Regions from separate parts of the Gossypium hirsutum genome. Here region 1 is linked to region 2. Evidence: chromatin contacts called from public Hi-C data. All regions are on one chromosome and are shown on one strand. Each heading gives the region's core, a stretch centred on a gene start, on an enhancer-like site or on the middle of the called end of the contact. The rest is flanking DNA. Distances are from core to core; before and after follow the strand shown.

The links. A called contact is a pair of places that touch in the nucleus more often than the background predicts.
Region 1: a Hi-C map of petal shows a contact between it and region 2, with 4 times the contacts expected there. The contact joins the enhancer-like site here to the promoter of LOC107918530 in region 2. A contact is called at or near these places in 4 of 34 Hi-C or Micro-C datasets (callus, hypocotyl, leaf and 1 more).

What each region holds. Positions count from the first base shown.
Region 1 is chrD13:48,877,010-48,883,191 of Gossypium_hirsutum_v2.1, forward strand. No RefSeq gene overlaps it. Among protein-coding and RNA genes, the nearest start is that of LOC121225818, 42 kb to the left of the region's middle. Within about 2 kb of position 1,817, at least 3 of the 9 cell types and tissues checked have an H3K27ac peak or open chromatin away from gene starts, as enhancers often do.
Region 2 is chrD13:48,773,676-48,779,680 of Gossypium_hirsutum_v2.1, forward strand. It overlaps LOC107918530 (leucine aminopeptidase), which reads right to left and starts at 4,459. Exons shown (of 2, transcript XM_016848104.2): 1 at 3,736-4,459; 2 at 3,369-3,631. The coding sequence starts at 4,405. The coding sequence ends at 3,576.

The DNA of each region.
Region 1 (6,182 bases), core at 567-3,066, 100 kb after region 2:
GTCGGTCTCATCTATAGTCTCACGTAAACACTTTTTTGTTCTTTTCCTTTTTGGTTGTCCCTTTATACAACTTTGTTGTTGTCCAAACGCTAGACTTCTATAGTGTTGTCGTTAACATTTTATTCTTGCCAATTGGCCGTGTGTGATTTAGAAATTTCATATAGTTTCATAACTTTTCATAAGTACGTCCATTTGTTTTATTTAAAAGGGTGATTTTGAACTTATTTGAGAGTTTTATTTGGTTGATTTAGGAAAAATCATGATAGACTAATCATTTTGGTTCTGCTTAGGAGAAGATCTTAAGACGTATAAACCTCTAGCGAATTGAGAACTTTGGAAATCGCTTCTTCTTTGGGTAAGTGGTCGAATGCCCTAGTTAGAGAGGTTGGTTTGTGTAAATTTGGTAAGGGTTGAATGCCCTAGTGCTATTTGGCCGAATATTCTAGTAATTCATGATTCAAATTCATGATTCAATTTTTGTGTTTTCTTACTGATTGATTAGGTTTGGATGATGTATACAGAACTGGAAGTGTTGTTTTAGTGTCGACATCTTGATAATGATTAAGTGTGTGACCCAAACCTAAAAAATTAGTGAAACTTTGTGAAATCGAAAATGGTAGTCGATGCCACATGGGCAGTGCTTAGCCATGTGGACCACACGGGCTGGACAAGTAGAGCCTGTCCGTGTGGGCTCATTTCGAACAGTTTATTTAAGTTAAATGTGCAAGTTCGTGAAAATCTGTAATTGGTTATGTGATTACGACTAACGTATGATAAGACTACCCTACCCTATTATGCAGGTCGTTATATGCAAATATTCTGTGAGCATGTTAGATTTAATAAATTTGTAGACTTGTTTGTATGTGTAAATTTGTGAGCATGTCTCTATACGAGATTCTGAATTAGATAATCAACATGCTTTTATTCTCTGTACCAGTTAAGTTTTCTAAAAGATAAACAATACGGGTTTTCGTATTATTGGTTTTCGTTAGAATCAAAAAGTGTTTAAAAAGGTTAAGCAATCGATTTTCTTAAGTTGTTGATATAACCTCCAAAATTCAGTCAAAATGTCTAAACAGGGTTTGGTGTGTTATATTTTTGCTATCCTCGTACACTAAATTGCTTTGAGTATGAGCTCGAGCAATACGAAGCAAACACAAAACTAGAATGATTTAATCACATTCAGTAGGAAAGTAATTCTCTCAAATAGAAATCAATAGAAATTGTAATTCACAGAAAATATAAATTATTCTTAAAAAATAACTTTCCACTATTTTTTGGTAGAATAATAATATATGAATCTTATGTTAAAACTGTGTAAATCGTTATACTAGTTAGAAAAGTCCTAATTGAATAAGGGCAACACAAAATAATATTTATTTAATAGAAAACACTCCCCTAGCCTAACTAGGAGACTAATATTTACTAGGGTGTGTCGTCTCTCTTATATTAAGTTCAATTATATATGTTTTATAAACTTTTACCCTGCATTTTATAATTTAATTCAACCCAATATTAGTTTTCTATTTCCCAAAATAAATATTATTTATTTACTTAATTTAATTAATAAAATTAACTAAATTAGTTTATCAATTTAATAATTTTCTAAACTCAATTCTAATTTCATTAAAGTCATGACAACTTTATCATATTAAGAAGAGAAGGAAATTCTACAGATCCAGACTGAACCTAGCATGCAAAAAGAAAGGGAGGACTTTCAGCTTGTAGGTTGCTTCTTAACAGCAAGCATAATCCACTTTCCTGCTATGAGAGGTGCAAATTCGAGATCTGGGGGATAAATTTTTTCACAGTATGGACATGGAAAGAGTTTTGAAGGGTCTACCATGGACTTTTAATAATCATTGATTAATACTTTGCAAAATAAGGAGGAGAGAAGATCCATTGAAGGTTCCATTAATTTTTAGTCCTTTTTGGGTACAAATTCATGACGTCCCAATAGGTTTATTTACTGAAAGTCTAGCAACACAGTTAGGTAATTTTACTGGAGATTTCTTGGAGTATGATGTGTCAGTTGGGAAAAGAGAATCAAAATTTCTTGAGAATTAGAGTTCAGATTGATATCAGGAAACTGTTGAAAAGGAAGAAGCAGATTATTTTTGGTGGGATATGTTCACATGTTAAATTTAAGTATGAGAGTCTACCACTGTTTTGTTTTTTTTGTAGACGTTTGGGTCCTAATGACTTTTTTATGAAGAAAAAATGAGGGTTCGAAGGGAGATTACTGGAATGGGATGGGATTTAACACTACGGACACCATCTCGAAAAGCTCTATCAATGAATAGCATTTGGTTGCGATAGGAGGGGGAAGGGAAATTAGAAGGAAGGTGGATGGAGAACAGGATTGACGGGTTTAACCAACAGAATGAGGTTCTAAAGGGAAAGAAAGGGAAATCTATTGATCCAATTTTAGGGTTTAACCTTGAAAGGAGGGTGTCACCAGGAGAACAACAGAGAAATAAATCCTGGTCTTATCAAATGGAAATGGATATGGAGCAGGCTCTTGAAGATGAAACTTTAATAGGGGAAGAGGGAAAAAAAAGAAATAGAGGGGAGATGGAAGGTGTACATTCCTTGATATCGGCGGCTGCCAAGAGGCATGCCGACCGGGCACAATAAAAATCTTAAGTTGGAATGTCCGTGATTTGGGGAGACAACAGACAGCTAGAAGACTTCGGCATCTGTTGAAGAATAATAATCCCCAAATAGTCTTCTTTATGGAGACAAAACTTAGTAAAAAACAAATAAGATTTACACACAGGAGGTGTGGTTTTGTAAACGAAATCGAAGTCGAATCAGAAGGCTCGAGAGGAGGGTTGTGCTTAGCATGGAGAACTAACATTGAAGTTGTGCTTCGTAGTTACTCTAAAAGACATGTTGATGTGATTGTTAAAGATGAGGAAAAAGAGTGAATTGGAGATTTACAGGTTTTTATGGTTCCCCATACATACAAGATAGGAATAATTCGTGGGAGGTTTTGAAAAGTTTAGCAAATGATGAAGAAATCCTTTGGTTGGTTTGTGGAGACTTCAATGAAATTATGTATGGATTTGAAAAAAAAAGAGGGGTACCTAGGGATGAAAGAAGGATGGAAATTTTTCGTAAAACATTAGAGGAATGTCGATTGAATGATGTGGGATTTGAGGGCAACCGTTTTACTTGAGAGAGAGGCAACTTGCCAGAGACAAACATCCAAGAGCATTTAGACAGAGTAGCTAATACAAATTGGATTGTTATGTTCCCAGAAATTAAAGTTCAACATCTGGTTCATTCATTTTTAGACCATTGTCCTCTTCTTATTAATACCAAGAGATTTGTAGAACAAGCAAGGGATTACAATTTCAGATTTGAAGCCTGGTGGGTTTTGCAGGAATCTTTCATGGATGAAGTCAAAAATATATGGGAAAATCCGTCAGAGGCATTGTTAAAGAAGCTAGATAATTTAAAGAAAGGATTGCAGATTTGGGCTGCACAGTTGAAAAAGAATAGACAGAAGACTAAACAGATTCTTACTGAAAAACTTAGCGAGTTGGCTGAAGTAGACAAAAATGATGAGACCTTAGCCGAATTGATTGATACAAGAATAGATTTGAATTTTGAGATCGAGAAAGATGAATGTTACTGGGAACAGAGAGCTAGAATCAACTGACTGAAATTGGGGGCAAAAATACTACTTTCTTTCATAGTTGAGCTTCACAATGGCAAAAAAAGAATCTCATTCATAAGCTGAAAGATGAAGGAAGAGAAATGGAATTCATTCAGGATATTGAGGGTGTGGCAAAGTCCTATTTTCAAAATTTATTTTCGGCAAGAAGAAAAGGGAATTATGATCATATTCTATCAGGGATTGAGCGTTGCATTCAAGCAGAAGACAATCAAAAACTTACAAAATCATATTCTAGAGATGAAATTATTGAAGCTGTTTTTGAGATGGGACCAACGAAGGCACCAGGGGAGGATGGCTTTCAAGCATTATTTTATCAAAAATGCTGGCAAATTGTTGGAGATGAAGTCATAGCTTTTTGCTTACAAATTCTAAACGGGGATATGGAGGTTAGTCCGATAAACTCTACAAATATAGTGCTTATTCCAAAAGTCAACAACCCATTAACTATGATGCAATTTAGGCCAATTATTTTATGCAATGTACTTATAAAATTATATCGAAGGTAATAGCAAACAGATTTCGCAGTGTTATTAGCAAATGTATTGATGAAGCACAAAGTGCTTTTGTGCCAAGCAGGTTAATATCAAATAATGTATTACTATAATGTATTACTCGCTTACGAAGTATTGCATAAGCTAAAGCAAAAGAGAACAGGGAAAAAAGGTTATATGGCTGTAAAACTCGATATGAATAAAGCTTATGACAGGGTTGAATGGAGTTTTCTAGAAGAGATTATGATAAGGATGGGGTTTCATTTTAGTTGGGTAAATGCCATTATGAAATTTGCTTCATCTGTTACTTATTCAGTTGTCATAAATGGGCATAGAGGAGATAAATTTTTACCAAGCAGAGGACTCAGACAAGGCAACCCATTGAGCCCGTTTTTATTTCTGATGTGGTGAAGGTTTATCGAGCTTACTGAGGCTAGCAATGAGGAGAGATCGTGTCAAAGGAATACAAGTGAGTAAATATGGTCCGCAGGTATCCCATCTTTTATTTGCTGATGATTGCATACTGTTTGGGGAGGCGACGAGGAAGGGTGCAAACGTCATAAAGGATATGTTGTGTGAATTCAAAGCTTGCTCGGGACTGCGTAAATTTCGATAAAACAATTGTATTTTTTAGTAAAAACACGTTGGAGGATAGGAGACAAGTGGTCAATGTGTTGAGGGTACAAAGGTCAAGTGAACTTGAACGATATTTAGGGCTTCCCAATATGGTGGGGAAAAAGAGAAAAGAAGCTTTTCAGAGTTTAAAGGACCGAATCAAAAAACGTATTGATAACTAGAGTAACAGGTTTTTATCACGAGGGAAAGAAGTGTTTATTAAGGCCATTTTGCAAGCTATGGCATGCTTCTTATTGCCGAAAGCTCTTTGCGATGAAATGGAGAGTATTATAGCAAGATTCTGGTGGCAGAAAGGAGGGGGCAAAAGGGGAATTCATTGGTGCACTTGGAAAAATCTTTGTTTGCTAAAAGAAAATGGTGGCTTAGGTTTTCGAGATCTTAGTCAATTTAATATTGCGTTATTAGCTAAGCAAGGTTGGCGTCTCATTAATTTTCCAAATTCTTTGTTAGCCAGAGTTTTGAAAGCTAAATATTTCCCACATTCAAGTTTCTTAAATGCAGAGTTGGGGAATTTACCTTCATTTACCTGGAAGAGCATCTGGGCAGCAAGAGGACTCCTCCAAAGAGGGTTGGGTTGGAGAGTTGGTAAAGGTAATAGCATTTCTATTTGGGAAGACAATTCAGGGGATCGATAAGGTGGATGAACAAAATAGAACAAACAGAAGGGAACTACAATTAGTTTCAGACCTCATTGATAATTCAAGCAGAAAATGGAAGTCAGACTTAATTAATAGTACCTTTCAAGAAGATATTGCTCGGAAGATTCTACAAATTCCCCTGGCAGAGACCGAACATGAGGATATTCAGGTGTGGAGTGGAGAACTATCTGGTGAGTTTTCAGTACGTAGTGCCTATAAACTATTACAAGATGCTTCTGCAGCCAATGACTACTTATTACAGACCGAAATAAAAAAATTTTACAAAAAATTATGGGGCCAACAATTGCCATCAAAAATTGCAATTACAATTTGGAGGATTTCATGGGATTATATCCCTCATTTTGGAAATCTCAGATTAAGGAGGGTCATTTCAACTGCCTGTTGTCCACAATGTAACTCTAGAGTTGAAGAGAGTCTTCATGTTTTCCGAGAGTGTCCTTTCATAAGAGAAGTGTGGCAATCATTAAATTTATCATGGGTTATGGAGAATACGAGTCAGAATATATGGGAGTGGCTAACCTGGGTATTCAAGAACAGCAACTATAACCTGTGTCGGCTTTTTTGTTATGCATTATGGTTGATATGGTCCTTTAGAAACAAACTCATTCACGAGGGGAAAAATTCAACAGGAAGGGGGTTAGCTCAGAATATTCAGCGACACATGGCAGAATATGAAGGAATTAATGTTGTGAAGAAAACTGAGAGAATTTC
Region 2 (6,005 bases), core at 3,209-5,708:
GTATCATATTACACAACGACAAAAATGGTTGATATAAACTATTGAGGTGAATAAATTATAACTGAATGCCATTACTTTCTTTTTCCTTCCGCTATAATATATTTCTTGTACATTTGTTCACTTATAGAAAGAAGAAGGAGACCCAACTTACAACACCAATTCTTTCGACAAGAAAACCCTGGTTTTCATAACACCACATTGCTCCTATCCAACACAGTCAAATGCTTATCATTGGCACCACAATATGTCCTCACCACATGAATAAATCTATATTTACTAAAAAAAAAATCCCAACAACCCAAACTCCAAATAAGTAATTTGGTTACTAAAATACCAATTCCATGTGATATATGCAGTACAAACAACAATGACAACTATTATTTTTCAAACTCCTTAAAACAAATAAAAAACCTATCTCAAACACAAAATATGATTTAAATTTTGGCTTTTGATTTTCTATCGAGACTTGCGTACAATAATCCAATCAGCTTCAGTTGGTTGGAGAACTCACCAGACACGTTGAAACATGTCTTTTGCTTGGATATTACAGGGACCCTCCTGTGATAGGTTGCATGGAGCCTAACTCCCTTTGGCTTTCTATTTTAGTCTACCTAAAAAAGTATTGAAAACCTAATATTTGAACATCAAACTAACAAAATAAAAATAAAAATTAGAAAAATATCAAGTAAAAAAAACCTTTATTCCGTGACCTGTCTACAATCATAGTTAATCATCTCAATTCACTTAGTTCACCCTCAGAAAAGCAAGTTCCTTAAAAATGTGCTATAAAAAAATTTTAAAAAAATTAATTATTCAAAATCAAAATGAGTTTCAAATCATATTATAACTCTGAACCATATCAAGGAAAACCTAATCAGAGCATGAATTCAAATTTGAAATCTCAAAAACTTGATTTTCCAAGTTAAATGCTTATTTTGAACCCTCAAATAAGTTTTGAATACTCATAAAATAATTTTCAAAGAAAATCCAAAAAGAACTCTTAATTGATTATTAACTCCTTAAAGCAAATAAAGAAACCTAACCTAAATACAAAACACTATTTAAAATAACACCATATTTCGGGTTTCAAATATTGAAAACCTAATATTTCAACAGCAAAACGCAATTTATTCCTTCAATGTTTAATAAAATAACAATAAATAAAAATTGGAAAAAAGGTTTATAAAAAGAAAAAAATAAAAGAGATTTTCAAATAAAAAAAAATCAGTAGACCCACTCAAGATAAAATACAAATATTACTTGATATTGATTTCTTTCTTTGGTTGCAAAGAAATCTGATGAAGATGAATGATTTAGTTGTAATATGGTTTAGGGTTTAGCTTTTGAAAGAAAACAAAATTAAGTTTTAGTAAAGAATTTCCCAAGAAAGGATATTAATTTTTAATTAAAAAATTAAAAATTAAAATTTTTATGTATCTTCCACATTTGAAATTGTGATAGTTTCATATGTCATGTGTCAATCATACATTGGCTATGTATGCCACCTCTTAAAAAAGTTAACACTGTTAGCGCTTTAAAATATTTTGTGTAAAATTTAAATATGTGCCAAATAAAATTTTAAATATCAAATTAAGAAAACATGCTAAATCTTATGTTAAGCAAAAAAAAAAAAAATGGGGAACCTTTGCCTAATAAAATCAAGGGTGTGTGTGGTGGATATTAATTGCGTAATCTCTTTGAGGTCAATCTAATGGGACGATTTAAGTGGTTTTGTGTTGAATAGGCTGTTAAGTTGGCGAATTGTGTTGAGGTTGAAGTTCGGTTTTGACTTGTTTTGGGGCGTGAGATGTGATTGAATGATGCGTATTTTCGGTAGCTTCTTTACCATAAATCCTCTTATATGGTTTGGCTTCGGTGATATTGATTTTTTTTCTCATTGGGGAGAGTGTTTGTAATATTGGTATTATCAATAAATATTAAGTGATCGAAAAACAAATATGATATTAAAATTATATTTATAAAAAAAGGCAATAGTTGAGTTATAAATGAAATTGTAAAGTGTTTAGAGTTAAATCTCTTGTGATTTGGATTCAATTTTTAGACATAGAATATCTAATTATTTCATGTATTTTTTAAAATTCAAAATTTAATCTCTATTCTTTAATTTTTAGATATTAAGTTATTGTACTTTTTTTATATAAAAATTTTGATCCTTTCATCTAATTTTATCGCTAATGTTAATAGTATTAAAGGTTAAATAAATTTTTTTAGTTGTCAATATTTATAGTTTTTTGTCAATTTGATCATTGTGCTTTAAAAATACATAATTTTATTTAAAAAACTATAAAAATATAAATATTGAGTGCTAAAAAATTTATTTTACTTTTGATATTATTAACTTTAACGATAAAATTAAATGGAGGGACCAAAAATTTTTAAATGAGAAAAATACACAGGTTCAATGTCTTAAAATTAAAGGACTAAAATTTAAATTTCAAAAAAGTACAGAAATCTTTGTCATATTTAAATCAATAGTAAAAATGAAAAAACCATTATATTAAGGACTAATATTTAATGCACAGGGCCGTGTGTTTTTTTATTCCACAGTCTTAAAAAATTGATTTCTCTTTTTAAAAAAAATATAAACCCCACCAAATGACATTTGGGTGTTAAAAATAAATAAATACACGACTATGATCGATATGTTACGGTTACAATATAATTACCTGATATGAATATAAAAAGAGTTACAAGCACTACCAAAATACAAACATAGCACAAATATACAAATACATATTGCAAGCTCATAGAATAATGCAGCATAAAGGTGTGCTTCTAGCCTCTAGGCAATTGCAATGGAAGCATGGTAAGGACTCGGAACTAGGACAAGATCCAGAACTAGGACAAGATCATTTTTCCTCTTACACAAGGCGGGATGATCATTTGCCTTCTAAGTAGAAAGCAAGCCTAATTCGACAAAGTATGCTTTAGTTCTTATCCAAGAAAAGAGAAGACTACTTGACATAAAGAAATGTCCTTTAAACCATCTATTCTCAAGCTCTAGGCACTAGATTTACAGAAGCAGGCTTGCAAATTTAACTTGATTCAATCAAGTTCAAATTTCAACTTAATAAAGCTAGGACAAGGCAAACCAAGCTATCATACAACTTCATTTTGCATCAAATACCTAGATACCAAAAACCCAAAGTTCGGCTCACTTGGTTCATCTATCCAGTATGGATTAATTTGTACAAGAAAAAATAATAGTAAATACCCAATTCCACAAATCATCTTAAATCAGAAAAAGAAAGAAAGACAACCAAAATGAATATACCTCCTCCAAAATCATATCATTTCATTTCAAAGCTACTATTAACAATTGAATATATATATATTAAACAAACAAGTACAAGTTAAAGCGCCAATTGATATATTAAACAAAATGAAATCAAATAACACAGAAAGGAAAACACTTTAAATAATCATATAACATAAAAGCCAGAAAGAAACAAAAAGATTTTTTTAAAAATGTTATTAGTTTGCAAACAACCAGGAATGAACTCACACAAAGCATACCCGGAAGTAGGTATGATCTTTACATTTAAAAGCATATTTTAATAGCTTGTGACCTCGTCACATATCTCGCAGCATTTCCTTCCTTTTTCTTTCCCTGTAAAGTTTCACCATAAATTATGAGAAAAAAATCCTTACAATAAGTCAAATTTGAAAATTTAAATCGCCAATTTGAAAGAAATAAAGTTTGAAAGAACTTGCCGGAGGTCAGTAGTGCTTTGGTTTCCCCATACAACTGTGGATAGCAAGAAAGTTCAAAAGAACCGCAACGAATTAAACCCGCCAGGCAGCAAATGCGAATGTCCTTCACCAGAAACCAGTGACCTCCTATCGACATGGCGGGTGGACATAACGACAGATAACTTCCGAGGGACATTGAGCGAAGCAGAGTAACGGATTCTCGCTGCGGGAGTGTCTTGACATGGGAAAATAGAACGCGTGTGGATACACTAGCATTGGGTATACAAAAGGGTGTTTTTTTGTTAAATGTTTGCGGCGGGGATAGCCATTGGAGAGCAGAAGAAGAAGGGGAAGTAGAGAAAACGATGAAGAAGGAGTTCAAAACGTCGTCGTCTGGTAGCGAGATGGAAAGCTGGGTTCCTTTGACAGGGTCAGGTGAAGAGGAAAGAAAGAAAGGGAGAGGGGAAAGGGTAATAGGAGAAAGAACTTGGTGAATGGAAAGCGAACGGGTATCAAAAGAAAGTTGACCGACATGAGGGGATTTGAGGATGAAGAAAGCGATTGAGAAAATATTGTTGGGCATGGGAAGATTAGGGATTTCAGGGGGGAAATTTTGGGGTAAAATGGCCCGATTTTTTGAAGTAAAATGATTTTTTGCTAAAAACGCCGCTAAATGCCGCAAAAAAATCATTTCATTTTGAACAAAATGACGCTGTTTTGCTCTACTAAAAATTCTTTATTTTGTCTGTTAAAAATTATTAGTTAAGTGACTTCATAAAACATTTATTATTATTTTTTATAAATTGAATTTTTATAAAAAAACCAAAGTACTTTCAAAATAAATATCGTATATTTTAATAGGAAAAAAATAAAAAAATGGCTATAATTAATTATTATATTAGAATTATCCAATGTAAGCAATTAATCTCTCACATATCAATTTTCTATTAAAGATTGAGACGTTAATCATGATTTTATATTATTCATTTTCGATCTAATCTCCATTTTATTAGAGATATTTCTTCCTAACTAAAATATAACTATTTTGCTAGATGTTCGATGTGGAATGGTTTCAGTTTTTGTATGTCATTTTTATTTGTTATAATTTGGTCCTATCCAAAATAGATAGTTACCTATCTATATCAATTTGTTAGCTCTAAACCCCTAACCCCTATCCCTTAAACCCTAAATCAAAAAACATAAACCCTAAACCCTTAGCCCATAACCCTTAAACCTTAAACCCCAACCCTTAAACCATAAACCAAAATCCCTAAACCCATAATCCATAATCCATAAACCTTAAGATAGTAATTCCTAAATCTTAAACCCAAAACTATATACCCTAAACCATAAACCTAAACCCTAAAACCCTAAAACCAAAAATCCTTAACACATAACCTCTAAACCTTAAACCCTAGCCTTTAAATCGTAAACCCTAAACCATAACCCATAACCCATAAACCCATAATCCATAAACCTTAAAATGGTAACACCTAAACCTTAAACTCTAAACCATATACCCTAAATCAAAAACCCTAAACTATAGTGATAATTAATTCAATATTTTAAAATTAATACTATCTCTTTTACGATTATATAAGAAATTATTTAATATATAAATTAAAAAACAATCAGTAATGTACCCAAAAAACTTTAAAATTATTTTAAATAATAGTATTTTAATTTTTTCATTTTTAACAAATACTTTTCTATGTTTTTTTATTTTAAATTATTTCTACGTGTCATTATTTTTCTGAAGATTTTAAATATTCAATTAAAAATAAATTAAATTTTAATTAATACAAACAAACCAATTAAACAGACAAAATGGTTTTTGCGGCACATTTTTAAAAACGTCGCTAAAAATAGAGCATTAGCGACGCTTTTTCAAAAACGCCGCTAAAGCCCCAGCTAAAGCCCCCGAGCATTAGCGGCGCTTATTGGAAAACATCGCTAAAGCCCAGAGCATTAGTGGCGCCTTTTGAAAAACGCCACTAAAGCCCCAAGCATTAACGACGTTTTTGAAAAACGCCCCTAAAGCTTGAGCATTAGCGGCGCGCTTTTCGAAAAACGCCGCTAAATCCCCGAGCATTAGCGATTCTTTCCGAAAAATGCCGCTAAAGCCCCAAGCATTAGCGCCGCTTTTTTAAAAACGCCGTTAAAACCCTAAAAGCTCAAAAAACAGCACCGTGGGGCTTAGGTTTTTTGCGACGATTCCTAGAAAATGGTGCTAATGCTCTATTTTTAACGGCATTTTTCAAAAAGCGCCGCTAATGCTCAATTTTAGAGGC